Linked DNA regions of Mus musculus: region 1 is linked to region 2. The links are chromatin contacts, called in public Hi-C maps. All regions are on one chromosome and are shown on one strand. Each heading gives the region's core, a stretch centred on a gene start, on an enhancer-like site or on the middle of the called end of the contact. The rest is flanking DNA. Distances are from core to core; before and after follow the strand shown.

What was found. Hi-C and Micro-C count contacts between places; a contact is called where the count stands out from the background.
Region 1: a Hi-C map of the C2C12 cell line shows a contact between it and region 2, with 3 times the contacts expected there. The contact joins two enhancer-like sites. A contact is called at or near these places in 1 of 15 datasets of contacts at CTCF or cohesin (the NIH/3T3 cell line), 5 of 484 Hi-C or Micro-C datasets (the C2C12 cell line, fibroblasts and liver) and 3 of 115 datasets of contacts at active chromatin or transcription factors (cardiomyocytes, a colorectal cancer cell line and kidney).

Annotation. Positions count from the first base shown.
Region 1 is chr14:22,616,857-22,623,071 of GRCm38.p6, reverse strand. All of the region lies in intron 5 of Lrmda (leucine rich melanocyte differentiation associated), which reads right to left. Among named protein-coding and RNA genes, the nearest start is that of 4930405A10Rik, 77 kb to the right of the region's middle. Within about 2 kb of position 2,566, at least 3 of the 459 cell types and tissues checked have an H3K27ac peak or open chromatin away from gene starts, as enhancers often do. A contact at or near this core is called in the C2C12 cell line, where this site is marked.
Region 2 is chr14:22,803,863-22,810,459 of GRCm38.p6, reverse strand. The region is part of intron 5 of Lrmda (leucine rich melanocyte differentiation associated); the gene reads right to left. Among named protein-coding and RNA genes, the nearest start is that of Gm30926, 5.8 kb to the right of the region's middle. Within about 2 kb of position 2,014, at least 77 of the 459 cell types and tissues checked have an H3K27ac peak or open chromatin away from gene starts, as enhancers often do. A contact at or near this core is called in the C2C12 cell line, where this site is marked.

The sequences.
Region 1 (6,215 bases), core at 1,317-3,816, 190 kb after region 2:
CCTCTATGTCCCACTTCCCAACATATAGACCTACTCTGATGGTAAAGTGATGTGAATCCAATCCGATGATGTGAATTCAATCCCCCAAAACCATATGGCATGAATAATAAATAATAAAATGTAATAAAAGATTTTAAACCCATGTCTTGAATTGATTCTTTGCAGGTTTGACAAAACATAGGATTTCTAATGACCTGAGCCTTCTCAATTCAAAGAAAGAAGGCAATGTCTGAGTTAAAGTGAGTCCCTGAAAAGGAAGCTTGTGGTTTTGTTTCTATGAGGTATCAAATTTTTATTATTTTTCTTTATGTGTATGTGTGTCTGTACACAAGGGCAGTGTCTGAAGCATCTAGAAGGGCGTGTCAGCTTCTTTGGAGCTGGAGTCACACATGATGGTGAATTGCAGGACATGAGGACTGTGAACCAAACTAGGGTCCACTGGAAGACCAGCAAGTGACCTTAACCATTGAGCCTCCTCCTTTTCCTGTTTCTATGAGTGATAAGGTAAATGAAGCCCTGTGCATTTCATTCCTTAGTTTGAAAATTAAGTCATCTTGTTTTGCATCCACATTACAAACTATAGGTTTTATTACCACTAAAGTATAATGGAGCCAACAGATTAGGAGATGGAGATGACAGCCAGTGAGGGGCTCATAATTCACAGCTGTTGGAGGACTAGCATGCCATGCTATGCAGGGAATTACTGAGGTAAGAGATGGGGCAGAAGGAGGGCAGAGCTTTTGTTGTGCATGGTGTGTTTGTTTTGGTTTTCAGGGATTGATGACAAATTGAAGGTAATGTGAATAGGCCTGGAACTGAGCAACTTGAATAATTTTAGTCAGCTTTGGGATACATGGGTGGCCCTGGGAGGATCAGAGCGAAGAAATGAGTCTCCCGGAACTAGATGTGCTCTGCATTGGTTAGTCAGCATGGGAAAGGCACAGTCCTTGGTGAGTCATTTGTAATATCCTAGAATTCCTTAGCTCTGGGAAGGACAGCCTTTCCCTGACCAACAAGTTCCCAGATGCCAGAATATCAGAAATAAAAATCTTGTCAACACAATCCAGCCCATGACTCCATGTGTCCTCCTGACCCTCACTGTGAACCTCTGTGCCAATTCGAAAGCATCTACCACATTTTTAGCCTCTAGTCTCCCAGTGCTTCCTTCTACTCAAGGTGGCCTTCAGCTTTCCAGTACTACAAATAACACTTTAATGAAAACCCTCATACACACCTCCTCGTGGACCTATGGAAGAATTTCATTGAGCTATATATCTTGGAGTGGAATTGCTGGGTCAGGGGGTATGAGTATATTAATTCAACTCAGTGAAGCCAGCCTGCACTCTGGAATTGCTGCTTCATCCAATTGAGCATGGGGGGGGGGGGGAGGTCTACAACATCTATAACATTTGCCGTGGTCCGTTTTTGTAATTATTCCAGTCTGGTAACCACAAAGTGATCATTTATTCTCATCCCAATTTACATTTCTCTGATATGTAAGAAATTTGATCTCGTTTATTTTTTGTTCCCTGTAACCTCTTAACATATGCTTGACAAATCAATTCTAGGTAAGCAATAAACCCCTAATAGAAAGTTCCTGAATAGGTTTTCTTTGAGACATGGTGATGCACAAGCTAACTCCCTCTTGCCTGTCCTACCCTAAGTTCATGGGCAAGGCACTAATGGGAGCAAGCATAAATCTTTATCATCTTGCTTTGATGGCTGAGACCAGAGCCTGTATAACTATGTAAAAGACAAGAAGTAGCACATTGTGTTACATGTATGCATAATGCACACATACACATGCAAACACAATGTGCTTATCTGGTACTGATACTTATGTTTGTACCTACATATTGTACCAACGAGTGTGCTTCTATAGACACTGCTTCTCCTTCAAATAAACTACAAACTTAATTTCTAAGTTGCGCATAGTTCTATTCCCAAATCTAAAACAGCAGACTAACCCTTGTAGAGTCGAGCTGTCATTGGCCCCACCTTAAGTCAAGAGTGGGATTAAAAAGAAAGTGAAAAACCAAAACAGATAAAACTATCTGTCTTCTGCAATGTGTAATTCATGGCTATCTAAGCTTATACAATACACAGGAAGTCACTTTGTGATACTTTCACCTGGGGATGTAGAGCAGAGAGGGAGAAAGGGAGAAATGTGAATACTATGAACCAGAGACCCATGCAAAATCTGTTGTTGAATACTAACAGGCATAGGGGTGTCGCCAGGGCCATGTCAGGCATTTGTCTCTCAGATCTCTATTTCTCTCTCTCTCTCTCTCTCACCAATATTGGAAGCCTTACTAGAAGCCTGAAAACTGACTCCCCCCTGCATGCTTCCCAACAAGGGTCCTCAGGTGGAGGTGTGAAGAGCCACCCCACCTGGAGGAAGAAATGACTGACCTGCTCATTTAAAACATGAGCAAACTCAGACATGCCACAGGCCTCTCTAGAAGGGGCATTTGCTTCCCAGAGCACAGCTATTCTCTATTCTGACTCATGTAGATGGGACAAATGGTGCCCTGGGCATACTCATCCACACATCAGCCTGAAATTGCCAGTAAATCACAACTGCAGTAGCTAATAACAGCCATAAAGCCTTTTGAGTTTTACAAGGTGTTTATAATGGGTAACTCACTATGATTTAGATGAAAAACATGAGTCAGCTCTTGAGACAAAGCTGATATGGGGACAGTGGCCTTGTGGTATGACCTCTAGCAAGCATCCAAATAAATTGCAGGATCTCCTCCTGGCCCAAGGCTGGCCATTGTCTTGTACATATATTATCAGAAACTTGGCTGTGGGAGAATTGAGCCCTGGAGAATGGGGGTCCTCTGGTGACTGGCCACAAGAAGAAAAGTGATCCTCTCAGAGTGGCTCACTGACAGGAAAGATGATAAATGTTCAGTGTAGAAACATCTCTAAGCCTGACAGGCATAGCAGTAGATTAGAAACCTTTCCAGCTCTGCAGTTGAGAAAAAATGTATATATATATATATATATATATGTGTGTGTGTGTGTGTGTGTGTGTGTGTGTGTGTGTGTATGTATATGTATATGTATATGTATATGTATATGTATATGTATATGTATATGTATATGTATATGTATATGTATATGTATATGTATATATATATGTATACACACACAGAGTACAGCTTATAATGGGCTAAATCTAGGGAATTACTGTGAAAAGGTCCTAGGAGACAAGATCTGATAATGAGCTTGAAGGATTGCTGATGGGATGAAGATACAGAGTACCTTTCTTAGAAATGGAAAGAGTTGGTGAAGACATTGGATTGCAGTGACTATGCAAGTGAACGGACAGAAAGAGCAGGAAGAACTCGAGAGACATACTGACTTGGATAAAGCAGAGACAACACTGGAGAGAGAAGTGTTGAATGGCTGAAAGTTTAGTAGACACAATAGAAAACCTAGTGTTGGCATCAAATGACCTCAGGAACCTTAGACAGAAGATTCTGTGCTATGCAATTCATGCTATTCCTTCCCCAGTGGGAATAAATGCAACAGATATATCTGTGAGACAAGGGTCCTTTCCCTTATTAATAAAGGATTTAAGTGCCTTTTAAAGGACATTTGGTAAAATATAGAAAGCAACTCCACCCTCTATTGCTTTGAAAGGTTTGAGCTGAGTTCTTGTTTGGCCTCCTATATTCCAATATGCTGGATTATATTTTCTCCAGTTGGCTCATTATCTTCTTTCCTTCTCCTGGTCCTTGAGCAACTTTTTGACTTAGAATTTTTATTATCAAGATTTTCTTTTTCTTATCCTGTGTTAGTCTTTATTTTTAATTGCTGTGAAAAAAATACCTGAGATAAAACAGCTAGAAGAAGAAAAGATTAAGTTTGACTGGACGTTTCAGAGCCTTCAGTCCATGGTTGTTGGCCCTCATCCCTGTGGATCTGTAGTTGTGCAGAGAGCATCATGGGGAGAGGTGTGGCAGAGCAGAATGGCTCCTGTCACTGTGGCTGGGAAGCATAGAAAGAGACAAAGGAAGGGACCTAGAATAAGGACTAGACCCAAATAACACTTCCTACCATCAGTCTTTCCTCCAGTCAGACCCCACCTTCCAGTCCCCACCACCTACCAATAGTCTATTAAAGTATATGTCTATCAATAGTTTAATCCATCGACTAAAGCCAAAGTCTTCATGATCCAGTCACTAAGAAGTTTGGCACCAAGCCTTCAACATATGGACCTTTTGGGGGACAGTCCATATTGAAACCTCAGGAGATGGGATGTTGGAAACCATCAAGTGATCAAACACAAACCTTCCATCTAACTCTAGGGATACAACAGTATTACACCAGTCATTTATTATTTAGGATTCACTGGAAGAACAGAATTTATAGAATTAATATATATATATAGATATATAGATAGATAGATAGATAGATAGATAGATAGATAGATAGAAAAGAGAGAAAAAGGAAGGAAAGAAGGAAGGATATTTATTAGAATGTGGTCTATCTAGTCCAACAATGGCTTCTACCACTGCAAGGTCCAAGAATCCAGTAGTTGTTCAATCCATAATGTTGGATGGCTCAGCCAGTCTTCAGTATACACCAGACTTCTGAGGAAGTGTGCTCTAATGTCAGTGAAGGAATGGACTTACAAGCAAGAGTGATAACAATCAGACAAAGTAAACAAGCATCCTTCTTCCAAGTCCTAGACTATATTAAAGCCAGGTCTAAAAATTAGAAGGCTGCCAGCAGAAGGTGTGAACTAGATTAAAGGTAGGTGTTCCCACCTCTAAAGCTCTGGATTAAAGGTGGATCCTCACACCTCAGAAGATCCAGATTAAAAGTATGTCTTTCCACTTCAAGTTACTTCATTTTTTTAAAGTCCCTTATAGGTATCCCCAGATGTTTGAGTTTTAATTCATTCCAGATGTAGTCAAGTCTACAAGCAAGAGTAGCCATCACGAATCACTTGAACTTATTCAAGGAACTACTCGGAATGGCTGAGTGGCACTTTCCAGAAGAGCTCTAATGGCTGTCATGGAAAGACCCAAATAAGCCCAGCACTCTGTGATTCTTCCTTCAGGGCCCGTCTTAGGGATACTCTTGCTGTGAAGAGACACCATGACCACAGTAACTCTTATAAAGGAAAACATTTAATTGGGGATGGCTTACAGTTCAGATATTTAGTTCATTATCATCATGGCAGGGGTCAGGGGAAGCATGCTGGCACACAGGCAGACATAGTGCTGGAAGGGGAGCTGAGAGTTCTACATTTCGATCTACAAACAGCAAGAAAAGACTGCCACATTGGGCATGGCTTAAACATCTAACATCTCAAGGCACAGCCCCTAGTGACTTACCTCCTCTAACAAACCCACACTTACTCCTACAAGGCCACACCTCATAATAGTGCCACTTCCTATGGGTCTATGGAGGCCATTTTTCTTCATACAACCTTAGAGCCCAATCTAAAATCAGAAAGCACTCACTCTGAAAAGTTTGTTGTGAAAGCTTTTGTCCATCTAATTCTAATAGAATATGCTAATGACAAAACTAAAATGAGTAAGAGTGTACTGGCACATCCACAAAGAAAGATATTATAGCAGCAAGACGCTACAGAAGAGATCAAAGTAGGGAAACAGTTTATTTTAAACTTTTATTATATTTTATTAGAAAATGACCTAGGAGGTTTTTATTTATATCATTTTCTAGCCAAATCCTTCCACGCAGACTGATATACTTAGTAAGTATTAGATAAATGGATGGATGGATGGATGGATGGATGGATGGATGGATGGAATGTAATTGATTGATAGAGAAGAGAGATAGGAGAGCAGATAGATGGTAGATGAATGATAGGTGGATGAGTAGATAGATGGGTGGGTGGAGAGATGGGTGGTTGTATTAGAAGTCCTAAAACACTGAGGTTATGATTCTTAGAAATGAAAAATGAGTGATAAACAAGGCCTTCCCTCAAAAAGGAAACTCTTCCTTAAGATTCTTTTGGACATTTGGGGAGAATGAGGAGCGAGAGAGAGAGCGAGAGAGAGAGAGAGAGAGAGAGAGAGAGAGAGAGAGAGAGAGAGAGGCGCTATGTGGTAGCACTCATATCCTAACACATACCCTGCATCTTCTAATACTGTTTTTCAACCTTCTAGTGAATTACAGTTTCTATGAGTTTCATGATCTTATACTTTCTGGTGTTGCTATTCATATACATA
Region 2 (6,597 bases), core at 765-3,264:
GTCTGAAGGGACACAAGGAGGCCTGGAGGCTTCCTTTGTGGGAAATCCTATTCTAGGATGTGTGTGGTACTTAGGGAAAACCTGATGTCAAACTTTGTAAATGAAAGAAAAGGCGAAGGAAGGAAGGAAGGAACTAAGGCGAGAGGAGGAAGGGTGAGCTTCGGAGATCATTTTTTCCATCATATTCCATTCATAAAAGCTATTCTTAAACGTTTTTCCTGACCTCACTCTGTCCCAGCAGAAGTCTCGACTGTCTCAACTGTATTTTGCCACAGTCATAAACAGAAGGCTCCGTATGTTCGTTCCCTTTCATTCACACACAGGACCCCTGGGTTTGTTGGGTTTAGCTTGCAAGTATCCACCCTGGTGTCCAGAGAGGCCAATGACACAGGGGCAGGAAACAGAAGGGGAGGTGAACCCACTGAAACAACAACGAGCCAAGAGAAAAACGACACTAAAAAAAAATTTATTTTGGGACTCTGGGTGCTGGCTTTGGTCGGCATGAAACTAATTCCACTGGCTTTTCACCACAACTCCCTATTCGCACGCACTCGCCTTCCTTCACCAAAGAACCCCGGAGAGCTCACTTTGAGGGCTAAGGACGAAGCTCAGCTGGCAGAGTACTTGGCCTGGCATGCATGGGGCCTGGAGCTCAGTCCCCAGCACTGCATAAACCCGGCATGGTGCCTCAAGGCCATATAATTCCAGTGCTTGAGACGAGGTTAGGGGAATCAGAAGTTCCACACCATCATGGCCGCCTAGCAAGTCTGAGCACTGCCTAAGATACAGGACAGTCTGTCCCCAAACAAATAAACAAATAGACAAGTTAGAGGCTGAGTTCCTGGCCTACCCCAAAAGTCCTAGCTGAAGCAATAATCCTTAGAATGTTCTTTTAAAACAGAAATCTGACAAAGTTGCTTTTCTGCTTAAAACAGCATGTAAAGTTTGGCCTGAATTTCAAGCTTTGAACATGGCCAATAAGGCCCCAGGGCACAGCCTTTCCTTCTTTGCAGGCCTGACTCTTGCCTCTCCCCTTGTTTGGCAAGCAGGAACCTGTCTGGCAGCTTTTCTATTCCTTCAGGTGCTCAGTCCTGAGATCCGGAGATCTTCACCGAATAGAATAATCTTTCTCCTGACGCTTTCTCTCCAGCATGCTCTGCCTTAGTGATAGTCCCCTGCTATACTGCAAACTCCCCACACATTTTGTCACCACAACCCTGAATAGCTGACTCATAGTAATGTCTCAATAAATTCTTGTCACACGATAAAATACATTTATTTAATGCTAAACAAACACCATCCTTCAGTCTCCACGGGTTCAAAGCAACAAAGTAAAAAATAAGTTAAAAATAAAACAACAAAACAACGTAACAAAGTAGCAAAGCATTTGTATCAGCCTTCCCAGTCACTGCACACTGTTTTCTAAGGGAAATAACCCCTTTAGAGCCCTTGATGCTCACTGAGTGGAACACACAGGGTCCTGCAACCCCCATTCCTCATGGGCAGCCTCTTCTCAAGGAGGGCCCTGTTGATTCTTGCTGCATGCAAGGGCTTAAGTTACAGCACACACTTTGCCAAAAGGAGTCATCAGAGGTTGTTTAGAACAAAAGAAGACTTCCTTCCCGGGGTTCAGCCTGATCCACAAGTGATAGAAACAAAAGCAGAGCCCGTGGCTTCCAAGATGCATTCAGAGTCCTCAGGCTGGGCTGGGGCTCCAACAAGAGGCCACTGGGCCCCATGCTAAGTGAAGCAGCATACGGCTCACTTAATTGGGCTTGCCTTTTATTATACTTCTCTCTTGCTCCTGCAACCTGTGATTTTTTTGATGAATGCATCATAAAATGTTTAATCCAAATGAAGACCAAAGGAGTGCAGGGAAGCATCCATTAGTCACTGCCAGATCCTCCAACGACAGGAGACAGGGTCTTAAGGACTGCTATTAGGGACGGAGCCCGGTTGCAATGCAGCCCTCGTGCTGCGCGGCTCAGTCAGCAGAAGGGGGAGCTGTAGTGTAACCTATTTGAGATGTAAATCTAGAGCTGGCAGTGCTGCAGATTAGAGACTGTGGTCGCTGCTGTCGGCCGGTCTACAGCAATACTATATATCCTGTCCTGGTCGGTGCAGGTCATTAACAGGACGCGGAATGGTGTTAGTAAATGTGAACATTAAGAAACCCAGGTCAGCAAAGGACGGAAAGCATGGCAGCCACACTTCAAGGGGAATCAACCCCCCGGGAAGGGGAGATTGCATGGATACAGAAACAGGCAAGTGACAGTGTTAGCTTTGAGTGACAACAGACGAGCCACCACAAACGTGATAGGGTGGTATCTTGACATGAGAGAAATTAGACATGGAAGAGGGAAAATGAGAGAAACAGAATAGGGGACAAGGAGGAAAGGGAGGAAGGAGGGGAGAGGAGAAAGAGGGAAGGAAGAAGAGGGGGAGAGGATGGAGGAGGGAACAGAGTAGAGGTCTTCTGTCCATGCCTGCATACAGCAACAAGGAAGGTTTCACGAACACACAGTCCCAGGAGGGCTGGAGGGACATTGCCCCTCTTTGTGTGGACCTTGCATAAAAACGGGACAAAAGACTCAGAACAAGGCCCCTAGCTTCCCGGAGCCGAGCCATAGCTGCTGCTTGGGCTCTATTTTTTGACCAAGTCAGGTGTCCCTACTGCCAAAGAAGTTTTCCTTTTTCCCTGACTCCAGGCACTTCCTGTTTCCTTCAAGTGGAACTCCCCAAGACTCATCAAATCCACAATTTAATTACATCTCAGAGAGAGAGGGAGAGAGAGAGAGAGAGAGAGAGAGAGAGAGAGAGAGAGAGAGAGAGAGAGAGAGAGAGAGAGAGGAAGGAGAAGGAGGAGTGTAAACATGACTTCTTTTTATCTCCCGATACATCTGGACAAGTAGACAATGTGCTAAAACAAAATAAATCTGCCCTGACAGACACATCAAAGGGGCTTGCAGCTACTTACAGCCCAGGAATGCAGTTGCTAAGCATCGGCCAAAGACTTATCAGTCCTTGGAAGAAATGCTTTTTTCTCCCTTTGAGGGGGGCGATGAGGAAGGCTGGGGAGTGGGAACCAGCCTGCAAAAGGAGACTGGGGATTTGCAGGGATTTTGAAGCTTAAAATGAATTGTGTGAAGAAAAGGAGTTTTGTGGTGGTTTTCCTTTTGACGTACGGCCTATATTTTTATAAAGGTTGCCCATGGAAAAGCCCTCCAGAAAGGGCTCTTTAGGATTTTAATAGAAAGAAGATTGTGAAAAAAAAAATATAAAAAACACTATATACAAAGTTCTATGGATTTCTCCAGGTGATTCAAGCCTAATGCTAGCTAGTCCAGGATCAGGGGAAATATCTCACACTTACCAGAGTCAGGAGGGATAAATCCTTAAGCAGCCATAATAAAAAGTAAATCTCCCAACATCATAAGGTACACACAATATTTTTTTCTAGAAGGCAGGAAATGGAGCATCTACTCTCAGAAACACAATAAAAATGTGAAAATGGAACCCCCTGGAGCCCCAAACCAAACCAAGTGTGAGGTGGGACTAGGGAAACAACTGTATGGGCTAACCACTCTCCATGAGAGGGAGAGGAGTTGAGTTTGGATTCACAGCACCTAGGGAAAGCTAGAGAAAGGAAGCAAACTTCTTGAATAACAGAGCTGGTTTGGACGTAGAGACAGGATGGTCCCTGGATTTCTCTGGCCAGCTAGTCTAGCAGAATCAGTGAACTTCGGGATTAGTGAGGGAACCTTTCTCAAAAATCAAAAAGATAGAACACTATAAATGGAGACGACTAACTGTGACCTCCGTGTGTGTGTGTGTGTGTGTGTGTGTGTGTGTGTGTGTGTGCGCGCGCATGTGCGCGCGTGCGCGAGCGCGTGTGCGTGCTTATGTGCACAAGCATACATGCACAGGACACACACATGCACACATGCATACACAAAGAAAACCGGGTATGAGCTGCCATGTGGAGTACATGCAATAAGTTAAATCTAGCTGCTCACCCCAGCTGCATACACAGCCTCACAACTAAAGCATTCACATTCAGAAACCAAATGGAATCCACTCTGAAATCTGGTGCCACCTTCAGCTCCCTACCCCTAGCTCAAGAGACAGAAACCAGTGTTTTATGTTTCAATGCGGTCTTCATCTATGGTGTTGAACTCATGAAGATCTCCCTCTTCCTATGATCACATCCTGGGGTGGGAGACTTTGTTTTTTCCCCTCCAGCCTGACTATAGGATTTGCTTGTGCTGGACTGAACATGAAGTAGTATAGCTGAAAAGAATGTTCCATGAAATCTTGAAGGTGCTCTTGAACAAAACTGGCCAGTTCAAACCGAGCCACCAGCTCTCACTGTATAGCTGACAGTTCCATAGAGACTCCACCTTTACCAGAGAGGGCTGAAAGCTATGCAGACACAATAAGCTGGATCCAGGGAGACCCTGGTCATTTTTTGAAAAAAAAAAAAAAATGCTATTTTCTTTCCTTGGATCAAAGGAAACAAACTCGGCATGATATTCATACAGGATAACTCGCAACAACAAGAACAATTACTAAGTGTGTGCTATTGCACAAATAAATAACGTACCATTATCTCCAGCACGATCCTATTTAGTAAACAGTGACGGGAGGCAGCAGTAACCATTTTTATTGTCCCATATAGCTCCTATTTTCTAATTAAACAAAAGGTTATTTCTACTGTTAACAGAGTCATTTGTCTAAGCTGGAGCTTACCTAATACTTTTTGCCAAGCATGACAGAATATAAGAAATTAGGTTCTGGCAGTGGTTTGGGTTTTTCCTTTCCTTTTCTTTTCTTTTCTTTTCTTTTCTTATCTTTTCCTTTCCTTTCCTTTCCTTTTCTTTTCTTTCCTTTTCTATTTCCTGTTTTGTTTCGTTTTGTTCTAATTTTTTTTTTGCATGCTGAGTTGTTATTTAGAAAGCTCTGTTGTTTCCTAATCAGAGTGAGGGAACTTTGTGTGGTAAATTCATAAATAAACTTTGGTGATTTTCCCCCCTGAAAACATGATGAAGCCAGCACTTACTCCTGCCCTTTAGCTTACATTCAAGGGCAATGATCTGTATTATTAAACATATAGGTCATGCCAGCTTGTGTTTCTCTATCCTGTGGGATGTTTTAGGAGCTGCTGTCACATTACTGAGATCTGTTCTGTGACTCCTAATTATTCCTAGTGGCAGCTTTGGATTTCAAGCGATTCTTCTCACATGTATGTAAAAATTTATAAGCTGTTTCACAGAATTAGTCCCCGTTGTTTATGGGGGTTGTAAATACTGATTAGAGACGTGAACTCTTTTCATTGACAAGGATAATGCTGACTTAATAAAATCTGCTCTGTGTCTTCTGGAATCTTCTAGAACTCTTCATGTCTATATTTGAAATTGCACATTTTAAAATTTCAGTATGACCCTGAGGGCAGGACAGCCTTTTTGCTGTACAGCTAACCAGAAGATGAGGGATTCGATTTGGTCCTGGTGCATCTTTGAGGATGCTGTTATTACTAGAAACCAAAAGAAGGAAGCTGAATGTTCCATGAGTACCAGGGGTGCACAGCACAGCATAGAAGCCATCTTGTCCAGTTCTATAAGCAAGTCAGCACCGCTGACAAGACATTCCCCAGCCATGCCCTCCAGGAAACCCCAGCCCTGGATTCCAGGACAGAATGTCATTCCGATTGTGTTCCTAAATTCTCTCGAATCGAGTGCCATGCTCTTACAACAGGGAAAGGAGGAAGCCTGTGGCTTATAACGCAAATGAGGGCAACCAACAACTGCAGGACACAGAGGAATCAATATCAATGTTCTGAGAAGCTCCAATCAAAATAAGCCAAAGGCTGAACAATGAAAGAGATGACTTCCTTTCTGGGAAAAGCACACAAAGCCAGGTACCTTCTCTTCATGTAAGAAGTTGAAAAGTTATCAATAGCCCTATTGTATTGCATACACACGCACACACATATACATACAAACATACATACATATGTGTGTGTCTTCTCCAAGAATTAACAAGGTTTACTTTTTACTATAATCAAAAATAATAATATCCGCACTTTATAAAATGCCTTCCCACTGACACAATCACTCCCTACTCCTTTGTAATGCTGGGCCGAGTTTAAATTTTGTGCTATTAGTCTTCAGTACTTCCAGAAGCAGATGCATTGTTTTCCTGAGTTTAAAAATACCTGTATGTCTCTATAGGTAGAAGACCATATGCGACGATTACATATCTCATGATCCTTCTATACTCTTAAATATTTATAATTCTTTCAATACCACTAAAAATATGTTCACAGGTATACAGCTAGTTATTAATTCATTTCTAATGAAAATATTCATTTGTCTTATTTATTTTCAATCATTCCCTTGCATATATATGCATTACTATACAGGAAGAAGTTGTAACAGATGCTTGACTACTAAATATTGCTGATTTTCCAACTTTCTTTACTTTGGAGACTAGGTTGAGCATAGGGAGATGTAGAGAGCCTAAGATGCCCTATACAGATACAAAGTTGAATTAAACGACCCATTTTGCTTGAATCTCAATCCGACAAAGCTAGAGTCA